Linked DNA regions of Mus musculus: all the other regions are linked to region 1. The links are chromatin contacts, called in public Hi-C maps. All regions are on one chromosome and are shown on one strand. The core of a region is the stretch at or near the end of the contact, and the rest is flanking DNA. Distances in the headings are between cores, read along the strand shown.

Region 1 (4,315 bases), core at 76-2,575:
TGGTGGTGGTGGTGGTTCCCAGAGGCAAGCTTCGGGCAGAGAGCAACTTTGGGGTAGTTATAGGACTTCTAAGTCTGGCAATCAAAACTACCTGCCCCATGCCTACTTTGAGGGTAGCCAGGCTACTGGAGAATTGCGTCTATGGAAAAGTAAAGAGAAATGAACCGTTTCCTACACTTCTTTCACACGCAACCCATCTGGGTCCTGTACCCTTTTCTCCCATACCCGGACAGAGTCTCTCTGTACATCCCCAGCACCACTTAAGTATTCTGGGTTCCCGGGGGATCAGCTATATCCCTAGCTCCTGGTCTTGGACCGGCGAGGAGCTCCCGAGTGCAGCTCCCCAGAGGCCGGGCAGCATCCTTTCTCAGCGCGCCCATTCCGCAGATGGGTTAAAGAGAGTCTCTCTTCCTTACTCCCTGTGCTGCTCCCGGGACGGCTCCCGCAGACCCACCCGCCACCTGCACCCCAGACATCCGCAAGAACCCAGGAGGGGCCTGCAGAGACCCGCAGGGTGGTCCGCCAGACAGGGGGGACCCCTTTCTCCTTACCTGTGATCACTGCTGGAGACTTCTGGCCACCCTCGGCTCGCAGCCACACTTGCAGTGTAAAGGCGTCGCGGGGTAGCTCCAGGTCGGCCCGGAGGCGCAGCTGCTCCCCTCGCCCGCTGAAATAGAGCGCCCGGCTAGGCGGGCTCGGCTCCTCGGCGCCCCTCGCCGCCCGCTGCTGCCGCCGCCGGGGGACGCGCACGGCTTCCCAGGCACCGCCCGGAGGCGGCGGCGGCGAGGCGCGGCGACCGCGGGCCGCCCGGGTGGCGCAGGTGGCCGGTCCAGCGGCGGGGCGCGGGGGGCGCACGGCCCGAGGGTCTCTTCGGACCCGGCGGGGGCGCTCGGCCAGCCCGCAGCCCAGCGCGGCGCTCAGCAGCCCCAGGCGCAGCACCCAACTCCAGAGCCGCATGTCCGACGGTCCCCCCCGCCCCCCCTGCGCCCCTGCACCGCCGCCCGGAGCTGCCAGCTTTAGCTCGCACTACTATTTGCCTCCTTTCTCGTGCGAGCCCCCCTTCCACTTGCTTTTTTCTTTTCTTTCTCGCTTTCCTCCTCAAGGTGTGTGCTCCACTCCCCCCACCTTTCAAAAATACAGTCCAACTCCTCCTGGTTGGCAATTAATTTCTCTCCCCGCTCCTTTATCTGCCTTATCCCCCCTTCTAACAGCTGGATGCCTTCCTCCTTGTTTTATTTCATTTTATTTTATATATTTCTAGCTCTTAAAAAAAATCTCCTCTAACACACTGGTCGGCTGAATTCCCTCCCTCCCCCCAAGATGCTCTCATTTATTTATTTTTTGCGTCCTTTATAACACAAGCCACAGCCCCCTTCTCCCCCCCGCCCCCTCCCCTCCCTCCTTCTTCACGAAATGAAAGGAAAGAGGGGGAAAAAATCCCTTAGAAGACGAGTAAACAAGCGTGTGCTAATCTGTTCGCCAGCACTCCACCTTCCCAATTGAATGAGTCCCTGTTCAAACTGCGGGGATCATGACCAATCAATCGGTTTGGAGAGGCCGATCCACCCAGCCTTCCTCTACTTTGCCGTTTGTCTCCTTTCCTTCGGTTCAGCTTCTCCACCCCCTCTTTCTTCTTCTACTTCTTCTGTTTTTAAGAAGACAATCTTAAAGTAACAATTTAATGAAATTCTGTACACACCCCCTTACGGTCCTCCCTGCTCTTCGCATTCCGACTCAAAACACACGTTCTGGTTTGTTTTGTTTTGCTTTGCTCCCTTTACCCCCGCCCCTTATTTTTATTTTTTATTTTGCCTCGTGGCGGGAGAGAAAAATCTGTCTTTCAGGGTCTCATTTGCCCTTTGCTGTTACATGTCTCTCTTTTCACAATACACAAAGCGTTGAAACTTGATTTTCAGATTCTTTTTCATCTTCTCTGCCTCCCTCCCTCTTTCTTTCATTCTCCCACTTTTCTTCTTGTTCTCTGTCCCCCTCCCTTCACCTCCCTCTCCCATTTTTCTCCTCCTTGCTCTCTCTGTCTCTTTTGCCTTTCTCCTTCTCCTCTCACCACATTTTCTTAAAGTTATACTGTAGTAAGTTGGTTCTCTCTTCCCTGAGACCCCAATGCTAACCTTCGCGCTTCAGCATACCAAAGTCAATTCCCAAATCCGTATAGATTGAACAGAGCATCAGAGAACTGTTTGCAGGGCATCTCCCTTGGAGATACAGTGGACCAGTGCTATGTCCCCCATCATTGCCCCTGAACAATCCTACATCATTCAGTTGACTGTTAGATATACTTTTTGTTGAATATAAATGGTAGGAAAATATGAATTTACCCAATTTCAGCTTAAAAACAATCCAAGTTCTCCTAATGTTGGCCAAGCACAGGTAAGCAGGTAACAGTCTGCTGCCCCTGTGGCTCTACGTTTTGAACTGAAATATATATATATATATATTCATTCCTTTCCCCCTCTTTATGGAACTCAAAAGCTCCCCCTTATGGCAAAACAGCTCTCTTTCCCTCGAGTGTTTAATAAGTCAAAATGGGTTAGCCATGGTGGTTTAAATTTATTAGTTCTTTGCTAGCCTGTCCAAATAGTATCTCTATAAAAAGATGTCATTCCAGGTAGAATTTATGGTGGAAAACTGAGGTGAAGTTGACGCTACTAATTATTGACTTGCTCTCCCGTGGTGTTCCTATCCTACGGGCTGTTCCAGATCCTTCCTCAGAGTTAGGATCTTTGCTACATGCTCCAGGGAGGAACAGAACCATCGGAGCATATTTGCTGGTAAACAGATAAAGATTTGTAAGATGACAGATGACTCAGATCTCCACCCACCCCACCCCCCATAAAAGCTGAAATGTGGTAAGCAGGAATCATGGCACTATTCTGCAAACCAGCTATCCCAGATTTCTGTCCTCCTGGTCAGGGAAGAACTTGCTATGTAGCATCAGGCTAAGAGTTCTGGAACTCAAGGTCTCTACGTATAAAGAGATGCCCATCTTCCATCCTCCATTCTATAGAGACCTGATGGAAAGAAAAAAAAAATACTGTGCATAATGCCATAGGTTAAAAACTTACCCCCTACCCCACAAATCTCTCACGGTCTACAACTTTGATTCACCTATACAAACTAGGATGTAGTCCTCAAAGAAGGAAAAAGATGGGGGGTGAATTGCATAAACACTGTCATTCAGTACTTCCCCCCCATGATATTTGGAACACCACCCCCCACCCCCGCAAATAATATTTGGAACATGACTACTGCTCATTTCAGTTATGACAATTAGGTATTTGGAGACTGTATTTCCAGAGGCTTTTAAGCCATTGTGTACAATAATTTTAGTATTTGTAGACATTTAGAATTTCATCCACTTTCCAACCAGGAATGAAATAGGAGGCACATCAATTTCCAATGCACATGCACTCACCTGGTCTTCCTCTGAACCATTTCACTGTAACCTTCCATTCAGACCTCTTTACAGTGAGAGTGTATACTTTACAGCTTATTCTGAGTACAAAACCTCCTGAACTGTAGATTTTCTCTATGAGCACCATGTACTCCTCTGTTCCCATCAAAGTCAAAGTGCTCCTTAGGTCCCTAAATAAAAAAATTTCTTCCCCTCTGGAAGTGGAGGAAGGAAAGAATAGACATTATAGGTTGTTTTGCTCTTTGACCCCAATCCCTAAATGCATTGAGAATGTTTGCTAAAGCCTTTTACTGACATATTACTAAATGTATAATTACTGGGCAGCTAGATGGTACAGTAGGTAAAAGGTCAAGTCGGCTAACCTGAGTGGAATTCCTGGGACCCACAATGGTGAAAGAAGACTCAACTCTTGCGACTCTAGTGTTTTATCTGCCACATATAAACCATGGAGTCCACCACCCTCAGCAAATAAATAAGTAAAATAAAATTTTAACCATATAACTACCATTTCCCCTCGCCTGTCTTGGAGGCTACTCTTACTCTGTGCGCACATGGATTTGCTTGTTTTTATGCTGGAGTCTCATGGATGAATCGCACACTGTGCATGATAGGCCATTCAAAGCAATGGCTTACACATGGCCTCTGTATTGGCTTACATTTTAAATAATGATTCATCATGTAGTGCTCTCCTGTTAATTAATCATGTAGTCTCTTGTGGATTTTTTTTCTCATTTTTATCTTTCCATTTCTCCCCCTTTTAAGTACCAGAAACTGAATTCAGTGCTTCCCACATGATAGCTCTGCTAGTACTCTACTGCGGGGATAGTAGATCCCATTTAGTCTTGTCATAGCTACCCAGTCCCTGGTTCCCTTCTCAGGGCC
Region 2 (4,438 bases), core at 1,561-4,060, 80 kb before region 1:
CAGATGTTCCAACCAGCATTTCTTACACATAGGAAGTGCTACATAAGGTTTGTTGATTGACTGCAGAGTCTTCTCACTCAAATTAGGCAGTTAGGTCTCTAGCATTTTCTTTCTTAAGACCAAAATAGAAGTTAGAGCAAATCTTTTGACGGAACGTAAGTTGGACCCACTGACTTGGGCTTACATTCCAATCTCCTTCTCACCACTCTCCAAACAAGTGACCTCATGTCTGAATGCCTCTTTTCCCCTTCTTTGCAAATTGATAATGACTGTAGGGCTGTGGTTGTAGAGTGCATGAGATGAATGAGTGACCCTGCCTTTATTATAGCCCTCTGCTGGGTGGACAGGATGCTATGGTTTGGATCTTAAATGCCACAGGAGAGTTCATGTATCAGAGCTTTAGCTCCCATTGAAGTGAAGTGCAGAGGTGACTGTCTTTGGGAGGTTATTGGATCATAAAGGTTTTGATTGTGTAAGAAGAATAATATATTCATGGATTCATAAACTTACTGATCTCTGGAGAATGGACCCTATGATAAAAATGAAACTCTCTCGTTATTTTCGGGACTGCATAAATCAAGCATCTCCATCCTACTATTTGCACGGTAGTATAATATACTATCCTGGCTCTAGCAATGGTAGGTAGGAAAATGTCCAAGTGACAATGATGTTTTTTTTGTCCCAACAGCAGAAAACTGATAAACACACACAGACAGACACAATGCTAGTGACTTCACTGCAGGCATTTTTCTCTTTTAAAAGACACATATCATGAGGATGTAAAGAAAATGGCAGAAAAGGGCTTAAAAACTGAATGTTAAAATCAAGCAGCATAGTGAATATCTCTTCCCTCACGAAAGCATCTGTGGATCCTACAGCTGTAAGGTCTTTAGTGATCCAAGAAATTTGGAACTCATTCCTACCTCAGGAACTACAACGAGCAGAAAGACTGTGACTAGAGAGATTCAGTGTCTAGGAATGTTTTTATGTGGTTGTGCAGGCATGTGCCCAAGTCCCTATGAAGCTGCCACTTCACCCAACATTTTCATGTAGTGGAGAAAAAATCAGAATGCATAAATCTCTTTCAAACTTATATAAACATAAATCATGAGCAAAGTTCTATTCTATCAGAAGAGTAATCTTCATTAGTAATAAAGGACTTATTGTTAATCCCATCCACTCTCCTTTGTTTGCTGTTGAAAAGACCAAGGTTTGGAGAGATAAATGAATATCACAGAAGACTGTCCTCACCTCTGACCCTTTTGACTCCATCCATGGCCCTTCCTATTATATCAACTCTGCCTTATTAACATGAATTCTACACTCAGCACTGGGATACAATCTCTAGAAGTAAGTCTGATGGAGATGAACTTTCTCCTTTTCGGTCAAGACCTTCTGACTTTCCCCACATCTTTCCACAGCCCACCCATTTTATCAGCTCCTGAGAGGGAGAATGCACTTACGTGTCCATGAATCTTCTGTTGAGGTGGAGTAATGAGGCTACATCTTCTAGCAGAGGTGGGTCTCGAAGCACTTTATACTGCAGAGGTTTACACTGTAGGCAGAGTGGACTGTCTACAGTGGAGGTCAGCATTGCTGCATCAATCTCCAGGTGCTCATCAAGAGTATAGATTTGGATGCCATATACCTCCTCACCCACATCCCGGAGTCTGATGGTAAGTGGGATATCACAGAAAACATTCTGAGGACCCAAAGAGATATTCTTTCCACTGATAGTCAAGAGTTTGATGTCATTGACAGCTCCACTAGAGTCCCAATCACTGGAGACAAAGGTTACCCAGATGGTCAGAGACTCAGGGACCAAAGGGTAGCGAAATTCCAGCTCGAGGTAGCAGCCTTGTGGCTCAGGGCAGGCTGGAGGAACTGTGTGTGGGTTGACAGCTGAATTTGGACTCCAGGTTCGGACACTGGATTTACAGGGCTGTTCAACATCTGGGTGACCTATATCGAAAAGAGATGCAAATGAGTTCTTGCTACATTCTGGTTTTCAGAGTTTCCCACAGACCCAGAAAAAGATATGTCTGATGAGAACTTAGGGATAAAGGAGTAACTCCTAGTGTCATGGAAATCTGCTGTATATAGAGCACTCAGCTCATCCCCCAACCCCGCATAACAGATCTCAGAGGAGTCACCCAACATTGGAAGTGAAGTTCAAGTGTCTTACTACTAAGAAAATGCTGAAGCTTCCCTTTTTAAGTTTCCATTGAGAGGTTTCGGTGCTGCATATAGAAAGAAAGAAGAGGTATTTTTCTGAACACTCTTTGTGTCCCATGAACTTGTTTAATTTTTGAATAGATTCATTTTCTAAATGATGTAATTAAGGTTCAAAAAATTGAATTAATTGAACAAAGGTATATACCATGAAGTCCCTGCTAGATGCAGGAATCATTAAAATTAGAGTTCCAGTTGTATCATCGACGTTGATACATCCTGCTTAGACTTAACAGAAGCACCAGAAAATAACTAGCAGAAGAGGAGAGCAAAACAGAGAGGATGCGTGTCTTACTCAGAGATCCTGGGAGGAGACTAAGCCAAATGACAGAGCTACAAGTCAGACTTGGGGCCCTTTTATCTCTACTCCTCCGTTTCCCTACATGAGATCATTCAATACCACTGTGCTTCTCTGAGTTATGTCTCCTTTCACTCAAGGACAGAGGAGTGGGAAAAGAAAAAGTTGATGTTGCTACTTTTCCTCAGAAAAAGGATGCTTCTTCTCTACTGATCTCAGTCTGAAGCAATTTATAAATTCTTCACCGATGAGGTCACCCATACAGAGAACCCTTTTCTTGTACTGCTGAGAAAAGTGATCACAGCTCGGGGGAGTTCAGTGAGAGACAGAGATCATTGGTGAGGACAAGCTAAGAGAAGTTATAGTAGTAGTCATATCATTTGCTCCGTCAGTATAACTGGATAGTAGTGTTCGTTTAGGGGATGGGTATGTTGGATACTTCTAAATAAAGAGGAAGAAAAGCAACCTTAGTCTTACAATACTTTGTGGTAATATTACAATGTAACAGGACTCAAGATAACATAAGCATTAAAAATGCAGTTGTGTGTGTATGTGTGTATGGAGGCTGTTATTGCAGTGGAGGTTGTTAACACCCTCTATATCCTTTTTTTTTTTAAAGATTTATTTATTATATCTAAGTACACTGTAGCTGTCTTCAGACATACCAGAAGAGGGTGTCAGATCTTATTAAGGATGGTTGTGAGCCACCATGTGGTTGCTGGGATTTGAACTCATGACCTTTGGAAGAGCAGTCAGTGCTCTTACCGGCTGAGCCATCTCTCCAGCCCCCACCCTCTATATTCTTATCTTTTCTTATAAAGAGAGAATCAACATGCTACAAAGTTGAGATGGCAAATTGAAAAGAAATAGAGAACAAATGGAAACATGGAAAATACACAAAAACATTTTCATAAATAACAGCTGACCAAGACAATATAATCATAGCTACAAGATTTCCTCCACTATATCTTGATTGGATTCATCACCTACTAATTAAATGCTTGCTAGAAGTCACTCTTGCTTTAAGGAAAAGGGACAATAATTCTGCAACTAACTTAAGTCTTCTTATTTACTCTGCAATACCATGTATTTCTGACTCCCAATTTTGGATTGTGAAGATACAGGGATCTCTTTTGAATCCAGTATCCGTTATCCAAAACAGTTTACAGGATATTAAGAACATTCTCTAGTCAGTAATTAACTCAAAAGATCATATTAAAAATCTTGTAAGACTAGATATTTCTGTCTCCATTTTACTCAATGCTGAGAGCCTTTGGTCAAAACAGTATCTGGTCTGTAGAGATTATGCATAGTAGGTATTTTTCAGTATTTGCTCAACAACTATCAATATGGGAATTTATACATTTATAAAAAGAAGATGTGAGTTTATAGAGTACTCTCCAGTGGTTGGTGCCAGGTGAATATTCCACCCCCTTCATGTGCTTTCCCTGGAATTGGCAAGGGATAAAGCTATCTTTCTCCCATCCTTGGAGAAAATGACTATCAGTTGGGGAAGCCACAGGAGAACAAAGATGACAAATCTGTTTGACTCATCATTCCTTTTTGTTTTCTTGTAAAATCAATAGAGTGACCAAATGCTTTCCAAAGGATAAGGTGGGTCTGTTCATTATGCCCAAATAGGCACATAGGAGTAGAATTTTAGCAAGGCTTCTACTTATCTAGTTATTACAGACAGATTCTTAAATAGTAAAAGAACCATTAAGTTTCACAAAACCTATTAGTAATAATGCCAGGTTTCATACACTTACCAGCCTTTTATGTAGGCAATGCACCAAACAAGTTGCATGCCTCAGATCTCTGTATCCTGGTAGCAAGTAAGCTCATTTTATAGAAAACAAAGCTCCAGATAGCTGAGGAAACCTCTTATAGTTAGTAGAGTATCACTGG
Region 3 (3,945 bases), core at 535-3,034, 120 kb before region 1:
ATCTCAGTGCCTCTATTTTCTGGTCAGCAAGATGTGTAAGGCTACTCTGGAAGGTTGAATGATATGTGACATTTCAGAATTTTTTTAGCATAATATTGGTGGAATTAGGCATCTAACAAATGGAGCCCTGCCTAATGAGCCCACCTACCTGGTGCAAATTCCACTTCTCCTAATCTAGTATGACCTTGGGCAATGCACATGATAGTTCAGATTTACAATTTTATCCTTTATCAAACTGGGTGATGACTTTAGTAATGTTTTAGAGTTGCTGGGAGTGCTGGTAAAATTTTTAATGAACCATGCTAGTAAAACATGAAAGAAAACAATGTATACTCCTTTAAAACTACTAAGTGTCACTATTTTAACACCGATCATAAATGAGCCCTTTTCCACTTGTATTGCTTTGGGGATCAAACTCATGGTAAACTACCTGGCTCAGATCAGAAACTGTATTGGCTTATCACAACTCTAAGTAGTAACAATAATAACTAATATATTTTGCTGATGAAAACTGAGGCACAGGTTTATATAGCTTCTGCATCAGATTTTCAGCCAGATGCCGTGTTGGTAACTACGATGCCATCTGATGCTCTGTTTGTGCTGTGCACATCCTGACTCTATCACCATCGTTGCCACCCCTATCATGGCCATCCCCATCTCTTCCTCTTTTTTTTTTAACTTTATTTTTATTTTCTGTATAAAGGCCTATCTTTAAGTCAAGGAAAGCATTCTTTCCAGAAAGCCTTGGAAGGGAAAGTTACAATATATAGAGATGTTTTGTTTGTTTGTTTTAACAGAGGGAACTGTAAATGAATTTAGGCAATGAGGAATGTTTGATTTCGTTTCTCAAATTATTTTTTTCCTAAGATGAGAGGTGGATTCTTCCATTACGGTTACACAGAAAGTACTGTTAAAAAGAAAAATAATAATAAATGCAGCTCCCAGCAGAGCCCCTGTCTCCCTCCTCTCCAGCCTAAAATACTGTTTTCTTTTTTAGTCATTGTTGTTCTAAACTCTCCTAGGCATATCCACTGAGAAGACACAACGATTCATCTTCTTGTTTTCCTTTCTCGCCTTGCTTCAGTCAGGGCCAGGATGGTCTGACAGAGGGGCCATAGGCTAGGTGACCCCCTGCCCTCCCAGCAACTTAGTGGCCAGGCAGATTGATCCTCAGCCCCTTACTGTGTATCTACCACACAGAGAGGGAGGGCACTGGGCTTTAGGGAGTGCTAATTGAGTTACTGGCCCTGGCTCTAACACTGGGGTGGAGATGCCCTGTCAGGGATGGGAGACAAAGTGAGGCTGAGAGCTGCTGGGGAGAGGAGCTGGGAGAAAGAGACACATGGTGGGGGGTGCCTGCAGTCCTGAGAGATATGATGTGGGAGTCTCTATGAATTTGTTTTCTTGACTCTATGTCAGCATCCAGCAAAATTTGAATCTCCTCAAGCCATGAAGGATGTTCAGTATTAGGTGGATCTTGAAAACAAAAAGAGCCTTTCACAAAGGGAAAAACCGAGTTTCAAGATGTTGAACCGCACAAGGTCTACCACTAAGCCAGGACAAGAAGTGAACTATCCAGGACTATCGTGAAGCACATAGTGTGAAATATAAAGGCACCCAGAGTTGCATATTCTGTAAGGGCTTAAATGTCCTCTCTGAAATGATCATGTTTCCAGCGTTGGCTCAAGATCTATGACTAACTGCAAGCCCTTTAGGGGATCCTGCACATTTTGTCTGACTAATTTGACCTTCCCTCCTTCAGCTTTTATCAGCAGCCTGTCTGCCATTTATGACTCAGTGCCTTAGAGAGGACTCCCCAAAGCTGCTGAACAATGCCTCCAGCCAGAGCCTGCTGGGGGAGTTATCACTTCACTGATATCATGGTTTCTAAAGGAAACCCCAGGCCTGGTGTGTGTTATAGTTCTAAACAGCCGAAAAAGGACAAGATAATTTCCACATTGCAAAGGGGAATGCAGTCGGCATTACTCAAGAGGTCTTGTGGGTGGTGTTTGTTGTAATAAGAAACTTATGTACTGGGGGACTAGGGCACTGGGGGTGGGAAAGTGGGAAAGGGAAGTCACCAGAGTGTTGCACAATAACACATTGGCACCTTGGGAATACTTCCGGATGTGTGGGCTTCTGAAAAGTGAAGGGGAATGCCCCCATAAATCTGTCACCCACCCTCACACTGCTGTTACTGGCCCAGAGAAAACAGCCCTTCTAAATGGTCTGTGATGACAAGGGTGGCAAAGAAAGGCAGAGGAAGAGGAGGAGGAGGAGTGGGGAGGACAACGACAAGAAGGAGGAGGAAGACATAGATTAAGGAAGAGAAGCAGAAGGAGGAGGAAGGGAGGGAGGGAGGGAGAGAGGGAAGGAGGGAGGGAAGGAGGAAGGAAGGAAGGAAGGAAGAAAGGAAGGAAGGAAGGAAGGAAGGAAGGAAGGAAGGAAGGAAGGAAGGAAGTCCATTCCAATGGCAAAGCTCTGGAGGAGAAAAAGCAGGGTCCTGTATTCAATTTGGAGGGAGCACCATACCTTTGGAACCTTGAGCCAGTTGAGACATCCTAATAAATTTTAGATCTCATATCTGGGATACGAGCCACATATAGGCTCATATTGAATAAAGCTGCACAACATAGGGCCACCCCATTTAGTACTATGCTGCTCCCTAAAGGACTGCTCTGGTTGATACTTCTTCTTCCACAGAATCCCGACTCCCTACAGTTACATGAGAGAGGAAAGTCTAGTTTCAGGAAATGCTTCTAAACTTCTTTCTATTTTGTGAAGAGAGTTTTCAGTTAGGATTTTAATACATAATCAGCAGAAACCAGTTTTGGTTAGCTTGAGCAAAATAAATGAAATAAATGATCTATTTGAAACACTCAGTGATGAAGGGCTCTCTCATAGGGCGGGAGAATAGAAATGGCTTTCCCTGAGGGGAATTTCAGGCAGATGGCAGCTGCTCTGGCCCAGGTACTTAGTCTCCATAAGAAATAACACACCTTTCTAGTTTCCTCAGCTATGATGCTAAAGTACTTTGGATACTGTCATTTCATGAATGATCATCAAAATAGGTTCAATATGGCTTCAAAATCCAACCTGTGGCTTGGTTGTCTGCTGAGGTAGAAGTTAAGCCTAGAAGGTAAGTTGTGGGTCCCCACGCAATCTGCAGAGTAACTTCGGGAAGATGATTGGATATTATCTAGTGCTCTAATGAGGATTGGGCTCCACCCTACTGAAAAAATGATCTTGATTTCCCAAATCCAGGATTCAGAAAGTAACACTTCAAAATATTGATAGATATCTGCCACAAATGAGCTCCAGGTCTTTTTACTTTTTCTGGGTGGTGTTTGTTTTAATAAGAAGTATTCATCAACATGGTATGTACAAGCTGTGGTGTGAATGAAAGTCAGTTTCACAGCGGCCTATCCTCCTGGCCACCATTCTTGACACATACAATGATAAGAATGCTCACCTGTACACAGCACCCGCCCTCACCCCTCAGTCCCCGACCCCTCTCCAGTCTCTCTTCTCTGACTCATTAGAGCTATTGGGGAAAGGGTGTGAAAAATTGTCTGTCTATACTTGAACTGTTTTTCTTAGAATGTTTTACAGACTCAAGCTTTGGAGTTTGTGTTGAAATGCAGTCTCTGGAAGCTGGCATCGTAGAATGAGTTCCATTCTCCCTGAAATGCCTGTATTTGTGAGTCTCTATCATGGAATTCTAAATGACCAGTCAAGGATACGGCTGATGTCTTTTCTCTAACACAAATAAAAGAGAGAAGAGAAAGGGAGAGCCTTCCTTTAAAGTAACCTATACATTCCATTTCTACTAATTTAGTATGAGAATTGCTTCATAATAGTACAATCTCCATTCACCCCTGAAGCTCTTTAAATCAGGAGTGACTAAGTGACCTTTTAGCATGTAACTTTACACAGTAAATACAC

What was found. Hi-C and Micro-C count contacts between places; a contact is called where the count stands out from the background.
Region 2: a contact with region 1 is called in a Hi-C map of Sertoli cells, with 2.4 times the contacts expected there. The contact joins the enhancer-like site here to the promoter of Pappa in region 1. A contact is called at or near these places in 1 of 39 promoter capture datasets (the 3T3-L1 cell line) and 5 of 484 Hi-C or Micro-C datasets (MC3T3-E1-derived osteoblasts, Sertoli cells, embryonic fibroblasts and 2 more).
Region 3: a Hi-C map of Sertoli cells shows a contact between it and region 1, with 4 times the contacts expected there. The contact joins the enhancer-like site here to the promoter of Pappa in region 1. A contact is called at or near these places in 5 of 39 promoter capture datasets (the 3T3-L1 cell line, 3T3-L1-derived adipocytes, cancer-associated fibroblasts and 2 more), 26 of 484 Hi-C or Micro-C datasets (3T3-L1-derived adipocytes, the Patski cell line, Sertoli cells and 13 more), 4 of 115 datasets of contacts at active chromatin or transcription factors (the NIH/3T3 cell line, bone marrow-derived macrophages and embryonic stem cells) and 2 of 9 other capture datasets (embryonic stem cells and embryonic tail).

Annotation. Positions count from the first base shown.
Region 1 is chr4:65,121,184-65,125,498 of GRCm38.p6, reverse strand. Pappa (pregnancy-associated plasma protein A) reads right to left here and starts at 1,325. Exons shown (of 22, transcript NM_021362.1): 1 at 552-1,325. The coding sequence starts at 957.
Region 2 is chr4:65,202,178-65,206,615 of GRCm38.p6, reverse strand. It overlaps Pappa (pregnancy-associated plasma protein A), which reads right to left. Exons shown (of 22, transcript NM_021362.1): 7 at 1,464-1,962. Among named protein-coding and RNA genes, the nearest start is that of Pappa, 80 kb to the right of the region's middle. Within about 2 kb of position 2,810, at least 12 of the 459 cell types and tissues checked have an H3K27ac peak or open chromatin away from gene starts, as enhancers often do. A contact at or near this core is called in Sertoli cells, embryonic fibroblasts and tail fibroblasts, where this site is marked.
Region 3 is chr4:65,240,705-65,244,649 of GRCm38.p6, reverse strand. All of the region lies in intron 9 of Pappa (pregnancy-associated plasma protein A), which reads right to left. Among named protein-coding and RNA genes, the nearest start is that of Pappa, 120 kb to the right of the region's middle. Within about 2 kb of position 1,784, at least 65 of the 459 cell types and tissues checked have an H3K27ac peak or open chromatin away from gene starts, as enhancers often do. A contact at or near this core is called in the NIH/3T3 cell line, Sertoli cells, adipose-derived mesenchymal stem cells and 3 more, where this site is marked.